3 separate regions of the Mus musculus genome follow, and all the other regions are linked to region 1. A link is a contact called in public HiChIP or PLAC-seq and promoter capture Hi-C data. All regions are on one chromosome and are shown on one strand. The core of a region is the stretch at or near the end of the contact, and the rest is flanking DNA. Distances in the headings are between cores, read along the strand shown. Region 1 holds the start of Dipk1a (divergent protein kinase domain 1A). Region 2 overlaps Mtf2 (metal response element binding transcription factor 2). Region 3 holds the start of Evi5 (ecotropic viral integration site 5).

What was found. HiChIP or PLAC-seq counts read pairs in DNA pulled down with a chosen protein or histone mark. Capture Hi-C pulls out chosen DNA fragments and counts their contacts.
Region 2: a contact with region 1 is called in an H3K4me3 HiChIP or PLAC-seq map of embryonic stem cells, with 18 read pairs. The contact joins the enhancer-like site here to the promoter of Dipk1a in region 1. A contact is called at or near these places in 4 of 115 datasets of contacts at active chromatin or transcription factors (the SCID.adh cell line, bone marrow-derived macrophages and embryonic stem cells) and 3 of 9 other capture datasets (adipose tissue, liver and pancreatic islet).
Region 3: a promoter capture Hi-C map of adipose tissue shows a contact between it and region 1. The contact joins the promoter of Evi5 here to the promoter of Dipk1a in region 1. A contact is called at or near these places in 5 of 484 Hi-C or Micro-C datasets (the G1E-ER4 cell line, cerebral cortex, embryonic stem cells and 1 more), 4 of 115 datasets of contacts at active chromatin or transcription factors (embryonic stem cells, memory CD8 T cells and pancreatic cancer cells) and 3 of 9 other capture datasets (adipose tissue, liver and pancreatic islet).

The regions. Positions count from the first base shown.
Region 1 is chr5:107,985,234-107,989,337 of GRCm38.p6, reverse strand. Dipk1a (divergent protein kinase domain 1A) reads left to right here and starts at 2,261. Exons shown (of 5, transcript NM_026062.4): 1 at 2,261-2,389. The coding sequence starts at 2,336.
Region 2 is chr5:108,095,448-108,099,551 of GRCm38.p6, reverse strand. Mtf2 (metal response element binding transcription factor 2) reads right to left here. Exons shown (of 15, transcript NM_013827.3): 10 at 366-433. Among named protein-coding and RNA genes, the nearest start is that of Mtf2, 32 kb to the right of the region's middle. Within about 2 kb of position 1,656, at least 12 of the 459 cell types and tissues checked have an H3K27ac peak or open chromatin away from gene starts, as enhancers often do. A contact at or near this core is called in embryonic stem cells, where this site is marked.
Region 3 is chr5:107,866,683-107,870,786 of GRCm38.p6, reverse strand. It overlaps Evi5 (ecotropic viral integration site 5), which reads left to right and starts at 1,739. Exons shown (of 20, transcript NM_001378824.1): 1 at 1,739-1,996.

The sequences.
Region 1 (4,104 bases), core at 1,012-3,511:
GGTACAGAGTTGCAATCCCAGCACTTGGGAGTAGAGGCAGGATGATTGTGAGTTCAAGGCCAGCCTGGCCTATATGCATCCTTGATTTAAAAAAACTGAAACCCCAAACCCAGACACCACTTGAATTCCAAATACATACTTAAATGTAACATGAGCAAATAAACTCTTGATCTCCTAGCCAACTGTCTGTAGTTTTCTCTACCTCTCACTACCCCATTACCTTGAAGCACTGGCTGGCATGAAACTAGCTATATAAACCAGGCAGGTCTTGAACTCACACATATCTGCTTGCTACTACCTCACCTGGCCTTGACCAGTTTTGTTTTATTTTATTTTATTTTATTTTATTTTATTTTATTTTATTTTATTTTATTTTGAGATAGGGTTTCCAAATTGTGCAGGTGAGCTGGGCTGAGGCTGTCCTTGAATTCCTGATCTGTTTACACCTCCCAAGTACTATGACTGTGGGCATGTCACCACAACTGGCTCTTACCAGACTTCTCTATAGTCATTGTGTTTATTATTTATTGCCTGTCTTCTCATCTCCAAAATGTAATATCCATAAAGTTAGGAATTCTGCCTGCTTTGTCTTTTTGTGTACATAGCAAAAAAATTTGAACAGTGTCTGGATGCTAAGAAAATACTTATTGCAGAGCTGGAGAGATTGCTCCGTGGTTAAGAGGGCTTCTGGCTGTTCCAGAGAACTCGAGTTTGGTTCCCAGCACCCAAGTTGGGCAGCTTAAAACCAACTGAAATTCCAGCCCCAGGTGTTCTGATGCCCTCTTTTGGCTTTTATAAGCAATCACACAAATATGGCAGACATACACATATAAATAATAAAATCTTAAAAAAAAAAAAAAAAAGGGCTGGTGAGATGGCTCAGCAGGTAAGAGCACCCGACTGCTCTTCCGAAGGTCCGGAGTTCAAATCTGAGCAACCACATGGTGGCTCACAACCATCCGTAACGAGATCTGACTCCCTCTTCTGAAGTGTCTGAAGACAGCTACAGTGTACTTACATATAATAAGTAATAAATAAATCTTTAAAAAAACAAAAAACAAAAAAACAACTAAAGGAAACCGGTAGGATCCGTCCTTTCCTCCTTCTTCCTTCCCTCCCTTTGTCTGTCTTTGTCTTAAGTAGCTCCGGTTGGCCAAGTGCTGGAATTACAGGCATGAGTCACCATGCCCAGCTCATATTTACTTTTACTTTAGAAATTACTGAAGTCATTTAATTAAAAGTGAAAGTCAGTGGCTCATGCACTTCTTTGCGAGTAACAAAATATTATCCAGGTTAAAGACCTGTTTCCAGAAACTGAAAGCACTAGAAACATAAAGTACGGCATAGCAAGGGAAAAAAATGAAGTAGGACCTGCATCTCCCTGCATTGAAGTCACTCAGATCAATAGCTGTACTCCTCCCAGGGTGGCCCCTTCTCCCTTATTTGGCCATCAGTGTCAACAGAAGAAAGCAACGCCTTGAGGTGTATAGCCTTAACTGAGCTGCTCTGCTATATCCTAGAAGGTCTCCTGCCTTCACTGTATTTATCCGGCATTTATTTATTTAATTATGTATTTAACGTGTGAATCATGATTCTGTGGTAGAGGCAAGAAAACTCTGAGGCTGTTTTGCAAACAATGCAAACTTCAAAAAGTCGAAATGGTAAAAAAGAAAGAAAAAGAAATAAAAGAAAAAAATTGCATTAAATTTAAGGTACGCAAAGAGGCGAAGTGTCTGGAAGGCCACGCAGAACTGAGCGGGAAGGAGTCCCTTCCTCCCCTAGATAGCGGTGGTCGCGTCTCCGGAGAGCCTCCTTTCCCTGGAGAGGATCTATGAGTTAGTTGGTCGCCTAGGATGCAGCTCTAAGCATCCACAGAATTTCCGTGCAATCCGCTCGCACAGGTCCAGAGCGCGGACGGCGGGACTCCGCGCGTGAAGCCGCAAGCCTCACAGTGAAGTGGGCGCTCCACGGAGCCCACGTTTTGCGCACCCCCGTGCTGCTCGCACCCGCCTCGGCCGTACCCCTCCCCCGTCCGCGCCTCCCCTTTAAGCACGGAGGCGCAGGCGGATTTGTGTCGGCGGACGCGAGGCTCGACTCCCCTTTATGGCGGAGCCCCGCGCCCGCGCCTTGACGACCGCCGCGGCTGGCGGTGGGGGTGGGGTTCTGCGCGCGGAGCCGGCCTCCGCTACCCGCCGCCCTCGCCGCAGCGCGGCCCCGGGGAGCGCGCGCCGGGGGCGGGCCGTGGGCGGGCCGGCGGGGCAGGGGCGGGGAGGCCGGCGGGCGGCCGCGCTCGGGTCCGCCTCCGACTGCGGCGCGGCGGGGCGATGTGAGTGCCATGGCGAGGAGTCTCTGCGCGGGGGCCTGGCTGAGGAAACCCCATTACCTCCAGGTAGGCCGGCCGCGGCCCCGCCACGCGCCCTCCGCTCCGCGCCACGCGGGACTCAGCGCCCCGTCCTCCCTCCGTGCGCGCCCCGCCGCCTCCTGCGGACCGGCACCTGGCGGCGCGCCCTCCCAGCCCTGGTCCCGCTCCTCGGGCGCCGCCCCAGCCCTGAGCCCCTCTGAGTCCCGGCCCCGGACGCGCCGCGGTCCCTCCTCTGCGTGCTCTCCCGCTTTCCCCAAGGGCCCCCCCTCGACCTGCCATTCCTGACTCTGTGTCTGGGGTAGGAAAGGGTGGTGTGTCATTCCTCCATGCTCCACAGAATCGTGACCGATTGTCATACCAGTGGTTCCCCAAGTCCCAGCCAGTAGCTGTGCCTCGTGCAGATCCCCTGGGTTTGGTGTTCTCATCACATCTCTGGTTTAAATGGGAGGGAGGAGTAGGCAAGCTCGATCGAGGCGATGCTTTTGCAAAAAGGGGATGGTGACCGTTGTACGGCTCTTCACTCAGCCCGCCAGCAGTGCGAACGCAATTCACAGTCACGTCGTGTGTACTGTTGCCGTGTTAATTTTTCATGATTTTCTGTTCCGCTGTCAGTAGGCTTTAGAACCCTCCTGCTGCTTTGGTGCACTGTTTGGTCACCAGGGGGACCTAGTAGACGTCGTGAGTAGCTGAGCACAAATCCATAGCTCGGATGGAAAAACAACTACAAATCAATGCCTCACACATTGGCAGTATTGTTATATGTCTCTAGAGGACACTGCTTACATTAAAAGGCCTGACGACATGGGACGTGTATTTAGGTCAGTTGTTGGTGTGCTTCTTATGAGTATGGAAAAAAAAGAAAAAGTTGAGGAGAAACCGTTACTGTCCAAATAAATCTTATATTTTAATTTGAAATTTGCAAGTGTAAGTCATTACATCGAAACGAGAGAAACCCAGATTGAGAGACTGACTTGACAACTCATGGTTTTAAGGGTGTAAAACTGAATGTTTGTAGCAGCGCCACCAGAAATAGTTGTGCCTTGAGTACCAGTATTAGAACCTAGTCTAGCATTCCACCCCTCCAGGTTAAAGTATTTGGGCATGTTTAAAATCTTTGAACTTAAACTACTTAGCTTTCTATTATTAATTTTTGGAGTTGGTAGAGCTTTAGGCTTTAGTTTTGGCTTTAAATGTTTTCCACAGATGTGAATGCAATCTTTGGCGCTATAACTGTACAAAGGTTTTCTGATGTGGTTAAGGTTAGAAATTAAGAGTTCTGGATTCAATCCCCGACACCACGCAAACAAAATTAGTTTTACAAATAGTTATGCTTACATTAATGACAAACACTTAGTGTGTTTCTTACTTTTCTGAATTTGCATCGTTATCAATGATGAAATTAGGGTAAGCTTGCTAGTGGGCTAATATTAAGATTATTAATTTTTAAAAATGTTTAAACTATTTAAATACCAGCACTTGGGAATCAGGCCTCTGAGTTTGAGGCCAGCATAGTCTACATAACAAGTTCGAGATTAGTGACGACTACATAGAGAAATTTTGTCTCAAAAAAATTTAAAGGTAAACTTAAGATTTAAAGGACAAGTTCTCATGTGACACAGATTGACTTAGAACTCTCGAGGTAGCTAAGGATAACCTTGAATTTCTGATCCTCTTGCTTTTAAGAGCTTGTGATTGCAAGGGTATGAATGAATGGCACAGTTGAGAGTCCAGTGTTTTCCCCA
Region 2 (4,104 bases), core at 407-2,906, 110 kb before region 1:
AGTATGACAATAATAACTAATCTTAAACCATAAAAGGCTTCATTTTTTGCATATTCCCACCAGCTAACAAGATTTTACTTTATCTTCAGTATTTTCCATTACAGAGTAAATTACTAGTAAATATGATTCAAGAGAGTAGAATAAATCTACGTCCCCATCAGGACACTGACATGCCTCCCACCCACCCATTCTCTTTTCTTTTCCAGCCATCTTGAATCCCTACCTTACTCTGATCAAAAGAGAACAGAACATTAAAATATTAAAATGGCATGTACTTCTTCCTTACACCAATCCCACAATTCTTAATGCCCTTATTCTTCTCTTACTAACTCCCTTAGAGGGATATGTAAAATAAATCCACTTACATGGTCTTGTAATCATTTAATGCCTCCAGAACATGCTCATATCTTTCAGATTTGGGTGTGTCTGCCAGCTGTGAAGTATCAAGAAACAATTTAATACACTTTAAGTTTACTCAATAATACACAGGTGTTAGACAGAGCTACAGGATGTGTGTTCAGAAGACCTAACATCTGTTTTTTCTGGGTCCTAACTAAGTTATTATATGACCTACCGAGTGCCACTGAACCTTTCAAGACTTACTTTCTATGATACAAGAAAAGTTTACATTTTATACCCATATTAGTTCATTACATGAAATAAATGTATTTGTAGAACTACATACTATAAACACTATAAAACTGACATTAGCAGTTATATTCAACTTGTATAACTCTATAACTTAGGGAAATAGTAACTTTAATAATATTACACAAGATCTCTACAACAACAAAAACAACAAAATGTGAAACTCGAAGGGTTATTTTCTCAATTATACACTTTAGTTGGTCTCAAATAGCTCAGCACCTTTTCACCTTCACAAACCACTAGAGTTTTGGGTCTTTTGTTTGGCTGTTTTTTTTCTTTTGGCTTTCCAAGACAGTGTTGCTCTGTGTGCCCTGGCTATCCTGGAATTCACTCTGGAGCCCAGACTAGCCTCAGACTCATAAAGATCCACCTCCCTCTTCCTCCCAAGTGCTGGGATAAAAGGAGCAGGAGCCACCACAGCTCAGCCCAAAAACTACTGTTTCTAATATCTATATATTCACTCAGCAGTGGTGGCACAAAGCTTTGATCCCAGCACTTGAGAGGCAAAGGCAGGTGGATCTCTGTGAGTTCAAGGCTACCCTTGTCTACAGAGTGAGTTCCAAGACCGCTAGGGTAACACAGAGAAACCCTGTCTCAAAAACACTAAACCCAAACAAACAGAAGTTTAAAATTTGGCCCCACAGATTGGATGATTGATTGATTGAGATAGACAGTCAGACAGAGCTCTATGTAATCTGACACAAGATATGTTCTTCACTAGTTGAAGTTCCGAAACCCAAGAACACATCAAGTGAGAGAGAACTCTATCTGCCAAAAAGAATGTTGGAGATAGAAGAGGCTCACAAGTCATTATTCTAACTCTGTTCTACAGATGAGTTAATAGAAAAGTAGGTAGGACATAAGTGAAATCTTTGTGTAATGTCTTCTAGACAGGAGTCTGCCACCAGGCAGCCTAAATTGGAGCTAGCCAGCCCACCCTAAACTCTGATATCGTAATGAACCAGTCAGGAGACAACTCAGAGGTAAGTAAGTCAAGCCCAAGACAAGCCTTGATATGCTAACAAGTTAACCTTAAGGTAGCATTGATATGCTAGTGAACCAACCCCACGCTGTAAACCCTGAAAGCACAAAACTAAAGTCTAATGAACAATAAAAAATTGGAACTTTAAAAGCAGCCCCTAGAACTGCACTACAAAGCTCCTGAGATGTTGCTTCTCAAGCCTCTGCCTTAGCAAGAGGACGTTATGACTGGCCTGTGTGGGGCCTAAGTTAAGTGACCACTGAACTTCTGGCACTATTGCTGAGCTCACGCATGCCCACCGCTCAGTGCAAGACGCTAGGTAATGTTCTCAAAGACCTCTACCAGTGCCATTCTCCCAGCCTGCCTCAGAGGAAGACATGCAGTGGACATGGTTCAAGCCTGCAAAGCTTCCTTACTGGACACCCAGTGGAAGCCTGCACAGCCTGCTTGGCTGTTGGCTACTTGGTCGAAGACTTTTATATTAGCATATTATATGGAATGTTTGTGTGAATAAACCAAGTATAATTCAGGGTTCAAAAGACAAATCTTGTGTGGACATCCTAAGTGCCAAACACCTCATAGCACACAGGCCATACAAAGGTAAAATGGACTGCTCAAATTCTCCTGATTAGAAAGAACACCAGAACCTAAACTCAGGTGGATATTCTATCAGCACTTTGGTGCTAGTACTAACTGTACTAGGCCAATTATGCTTGTCACTATCAGATTGTCCTCCTAATCTTAGATACCCATAACAGAGTTTTAGAAGGAGTTTTGAGGGCCTCACACATCAAAAGCACATGCTTGCAGGGCTTGGTGGCACTTGCGTTTAATTCCAGCACTTGGGAGGCTTGTCGGGTCTACACAGTAAGTTTCAAGATGCCAGAGATACATAGAGAGAAATAACAAAGGGGCTGGAGAGATGGCTCAGCAGTTAAAAGCACTGGCTGCTTTTGGAGGTCCTGAGTTCAATTCCTAGGAACCACATGGTGGCTCACAACCTCTGTAATGGGATCTAAGGCCCTCTTCCAGTGTGTCTGAAGACAACAGCAGTGTACTCAAATACATAAAATAAATAAATCTTTTAAAAATAACAAAAAGCAGCACACATTCAACCCTCAAAAGTACACGCTCAGACACAGAACTCCTTTTTAAAAAAGAATAAGAATGGAAGAATTTCTATTTAAGGAAGAATAAGCAGATTTTGAAGTTTGCAAGAAAATAAGGAAGCCCTAGATCTGACTTAATCTTTTATCAAGACTACAATCTTGTGCTCACTTCAACAGCACATACACTAAAATTGGACCAATAAAGATAAAATTAGCATGACACTCAAGTTCATGAAGTGTTTATATTTAAAAAAAAAAAAGACTACAATCTTTTCAGAAGAGATCCAGTTATCATCACTGCTTAATACTAGTAGTAAAAGCTAAATCATTTACTGAACCCCACTTCATGAGCATTATACTTGAGGGAAAGCTCTCAAACTCTTCTCTTCCATTTTATAAGACAATTCTGAAATAACTGAAGTTTGAAACCAAGGTCAAGTTTCTAATATGTCACATCATGTGATTACTTCATTTAAACTGTCTGACTGATCTTCCCCTCTTATCATCAAAATCTGAAGTCTTATCAGGAGTTATAAATAATCAAATCAAAAATCCCTATCTGTATTATTATGCTTAAATTTAAAAGAGAAAAACAGGGCTTAGTGGTACACACTTTTAATCCCAGAACTTGGGAGACAGGCAGAAGAAACAAGTAGATCTCTCTGAGTTAAAACTCACAGCCTGATCTACACAGTGAGTTCTGGGATAGCCAGAGATAAGACAGTGAGACCCTGTCTGGGGAAAAACAGCAACTGAAACAAGACTTTATAAATATTCCACCCCCTCGACCCCTGCTTTGTAGTACTAAAGATTAAACTAAGAGCCTCATATACACTACACAAGTGTTTTAGCACTGAACTACATCCTAGGTCCTCCTTTTACTGTTTATTCCAGGCTGACCTTCAACTTCTCATCTTTCTGTACCCATCTCCTAAGTACTAGATTACAGGCATGTGCCTGGTCTTAGCTGCTGTCAGGGACTAACCCAGCGCTTCATTATGCTCGGCAAGAACCATCTAAGCCACATCTGCAGGACCCTATAATTTATTTTAAATGTGGGGAAAGAAAAAGTTTTGCTTTATAGCCTGGTTAGTCCCAAACTTGTGACAATAGATGTCTGCAACCATATTCAGCTTACCTCTGAGTGTCTCACTCAATTTTAGGCTGGCTTTGAACCTGTGATCCTACACAATTGCCTTCTGAGTAACTGGCTTTATTTTTATTTTATATTCTTTGAGACAAATATTCACTATGTAGCCCTGGGTGGCCTAGAACCCTCTACATAGACTAGTCTGGAATAAAACTCATGGTATTCTCCCCGCCTCTGCCTTCCAAATGCTGTCATCAAAGGTGTGTGCCAATTCT
Region 3 (4,104 bases), core at 490-2,989, 120 kb after region 1:
CATCGTTTGAATCAGGCACCTATGATTCTCGAATTCCTCAAACCTCAAACGACAAAGCTCCCGGCCTTATGGGGCCAGATGTTAGTGAGAGATTAAAAAATTCCCAAGAGTCCTATAATTACAGTGTCCTGGAAAGGGATTGACAGGACTAACATAGGCGGGTTTTCAAGAGGCATTTCTCAGACCCAGAGACTAAGGCCCAGGTAAGAAGGTGAGGCCAGGAAAACTTCCCAGGTATTAGAAGTTTGCAAAAACTCTTGTGAGGGAGGAAAGGGTCATTGTGGCTGGAGAAAGGAGAGGATGAACATGGTCTGAGCAGAGAGGGGAGCTGGAGAGGTAGGCAAGGTGCCTGGCCCTGGAGGGCTTGGTTAGGGTAATTTTTTTTTCCCCAAAAGAATGGGATACTGAACAGCAACAAGGTCACATGGTACAGTATTTGAACAAAAATTCTTCTTGTGGTTTGAGATTTGGAGAAGGGTAGGAGGGGATGTGGATAAAATAGGCTAGGTCAGTGTCCTTACACTATCTGCAGGTCAGGGTAATTTTAACTAAGGTGGTTGCTGATGAAGGAGATGAGAGAGATTCAAGGAAACTTTAGCAGATAAAAGCAAAGAATTTGCAGATAAATTGGAAAGGTACATTATACTTTTTTTTCTTTTGCTATGGGGTAGATACATTAAATTATGATGAAGTTTTTTGTTTGTTTTTTGAGTCAGGGTGGTGTTGCCTTGGCTCTCCTGAAACTCTGTAGACCAGGTTGGCCCTGAACTCTGAGATCTGCTTGCTTCTGTCACTCAAGTGCAGGGATCAAAGGCATGCGCCAAGACTGCCTGGTACAATGAAGTTGTTACATTGCCATTAATAACCCGACCTAAGTTATGCAAAAAAAAAAAAAATTGCCTCAGACTATTTTGAAAATTTCAAAGCTGGGTGGAGGACATGGTTTTACTTCCCATTTCTTATCCTAATCTTGTTGAAAAATAGTCTTTTCTAGAAGTGCTTGTGATAGTGGAACTTTTTCTGGACAGGTCTTACAAATCTAAATGTAAAAGCCAGTGGTATCATATTAGTAAACAATTTTAGAGCTTTTCTGACTGCTTGATGGTAATTACTATCCTTTTGGTCACTTTCAAGTATATAACAAAAATGATTTATATTGCCTTTATTATTTTTTTTTTTTGTTGCCTGCAATTCCTTTGACAGGACCCAAATGAATAGGCTGTTTTTGTCCCAAACTAAGTAATTTCCTTCTAAGAATTTCTTGGTTGGTGTTGGATAATTGCCCACCCTCTGCCGGACTCCGAAAAAACCCACGGTTTATTCTAGAGGATTAGTGGAAGACCTGTTTTACCACCGCGAGTGCCATTTGATTAATATTATGTTTTTGGGAGTGAGACTCCGGGCAGCCCTCGCAAAGCTGCGCGTCGCTGTGCGCGCCCCAGGCCTGCGCGGATGCTCGCCCGGGGGGCTCCGAGGGGGCGTGTCTTGTGCTTCCCTGACTGGCCAGGGGCGGCTCGAGAGACTGGGAAGTCAGCAGTTTGCATGGCCGAGGGCTGGGCGCTTGGGAAGAGGGGCGGAGGACCGAGAGGGATCTCCCCGCCTCCGTTCCTCTCGGTCCAATCCCTTCGGCTTCTGCTTCGGCTTCGCCAGCGCGGCCGGGGCCCTAACCTGCTCGAACCCATTATGCCGTAGAGGCCGGCCGGGGCTCTTTAAGGCCCTCGCCGCGCCTGCGCCCTGGGCTTTCGTGAAGCGGCCCGACCAGAGCCGGGCGGAGCTGGCGGGCGTGGGGCTGCGCGGGGTTCTCCCGAGTCGTCGGCGGTACGGTGGAGGGTCGCGGGCAGCTCCGGGTTCCTGAGCAGGAGGCGTGCGCCGGGTCACGCGGGGAACGCGGCCGCGGAGGCCGAGCCGGGCCGAGGCGCTTGGAGGCGGCGGCGGCACGGCCGCCGGCTGCATGGGAAGTTCATGTTGACGGCGGAGTCCACCCCAGGTTTCCAAGGTGAGGGGCGCCGCGCCAGGCCGGGCTGCGGCGAGGGAGGGCGCGGGCGCCGCCGAGGGCCGCGCCGCCCACCCGGGCCGCCGCCGAGTTTGCGGCGCGAGCCCGCCGGGGCCTGCGTTCCCCGCTCTCGCCTGGCCCGGGCGGCCTCGGGGCCCGTCCTCGAGGACACGGCGGTCCGCCGCGCCCTGCTCGGAAAGTTGGCGTCTCCATTCGGCCTGCGGCGGCTGCCGGCAGGTGATGGGCGAGCCAGGTGTGCAGAGCGACGGCGCACGGAGCTCCTGTGCACCCGGTTGCCCATCGCCTAACGGGGCTAGCCTGAGATTAACCGCGGGTTTCCGGTGGGTTGGCTTGCGGTGGTGGCGCCTGCGCTGGTGACTCCGACCTTAGGTCTTTTCACCAAAGAGCGAAGCAAAAGTTCTGGACCGGTTCCCTCGCAGTCCCGTTTCTGCTGGAGGGGATTTTGAAGAGCAACAAGCGGTTTTCTTTGGAGAATAATAAACCTTTCTCCGCCGAGAGAATGAATTCCAGAGCTTCCTGAAGTTAGAGAAACATGGTCTGTTGGTAGTTTTTAATCTTTGCGCGGTGTTTTTTTTTTTTTTTTTTTTTTTGGTGTGTGTGTTTTAAATTTTATTAGTAATAATTTCTCAGTGTTCCAGAACTTTGCTTCCTGTAAGATAGAAAATGCTCACCTTCTATGAGAAGTTTGTGTCAAGGAAATCTTAGAAAATTTATTCAAGCCTATCTGGAGTAGAAAGATCACAATTTTAAGTTTTCAGGTAATGATTTTTAAGTGAACCAACACAAACCAACAAATTACTAGGTTGGGATATATACCTCGGAGGAGTGGAATTGCTGTTTTTTTTTTGTTTGGTTTTCTTTCTGGGTCAGAGTTTTGCTATGTAGCCCAGGCTGTCCCCGTACTCCTGCCGTCGACCTCCTTGCAGTATATTGCCACTATTTCTGGTTGATTATTTTTTAAAAATTTCTGGCATTAGGTTCTGTTGGGCCTTCTCAAGACGGTTGAGAACTCTAGTTATTCCATACTTACGATGCTTACCATCTTCAAAAAATGCTGCGATTTGGATGGTGGTACTTTATCAGTGTGTGACTTTATTTTGCCTGGTGAATGAGTTTAAAAATATTAGTCATTTTTGTATTAATCTTTTGTGAAATGCCTCTTTTACGAATTATGCTTAGGTTTTTGTTATTTTACTTTTCTTTTTTTTTGTTTGGTTTTTCGAGACAGGGTTTCTCTGTGTAGCCCTGGCTGTCCTGGAACTCACTCTGTAGACCAGGCTGGCCTCGAACTCAGAAATCCGCCTGCCTCTGTCTCCCAAGTGCTGGGATTAAAGGCGTACGCCTGGCTATTTTACTTTTCTATTGTTTTTTTAGTTCTGTCTTTTGTTTTGTTGGGGACAGAACCTACATCCTTGCATGAGCAACTGTGTTAACTTTCCAAGGTTTCTTTTATCAGTGGTCTGACAGTATCTGCAAAATTCCAGAAATAAACAACTTAGAAGTCTTAAATTTTTCTTTAAATTGAACTTATTTAGGTACTCTCGGGCAGGCCCCTTTCTGAGGACTTGATACAGATTAGCTCACTTAGTTTTAAGTTACATGCCTTTTGGAGTAGCTGAACATTAAGTGGGCTGCTAATTACTCCTTTGTCCAGCATATCTAGTTAGTTACTCAGTAACCATTGGGGGGTTGTCAGATGGACTGCTTTGCCATCTCCAGCTTGTGCTCAAGGGTCCCTTATTTTACTAATAATGGCCCTAAGTGCAAGAGTGCTTCCTTTTGTATGTGCCAAAAGTGGGGCTGTAAAAAAAAAAATGCTCCTTTGAAGTGAAAGTGACTATTGTTGACTTAATAATAATAAAGAAGTTGTGTGGTGTAGATGTTGCTAAGAACAATCTTCAGTCTGTAAAATCATGAGGAAGGATAAAGGAGGAGTTGTGATAGTTTTGTGATAGCATTTCAGCATCACAGCACAACCACACTGATGAATTTCAGAGGAAGGTGCTCTGGGAGCTTCTGGGGAGCACTAGATGTCTTGGGATGTATCTCCTGTGGACAAGGGGACCTGTTACACACAGCTGGCTGCCAGT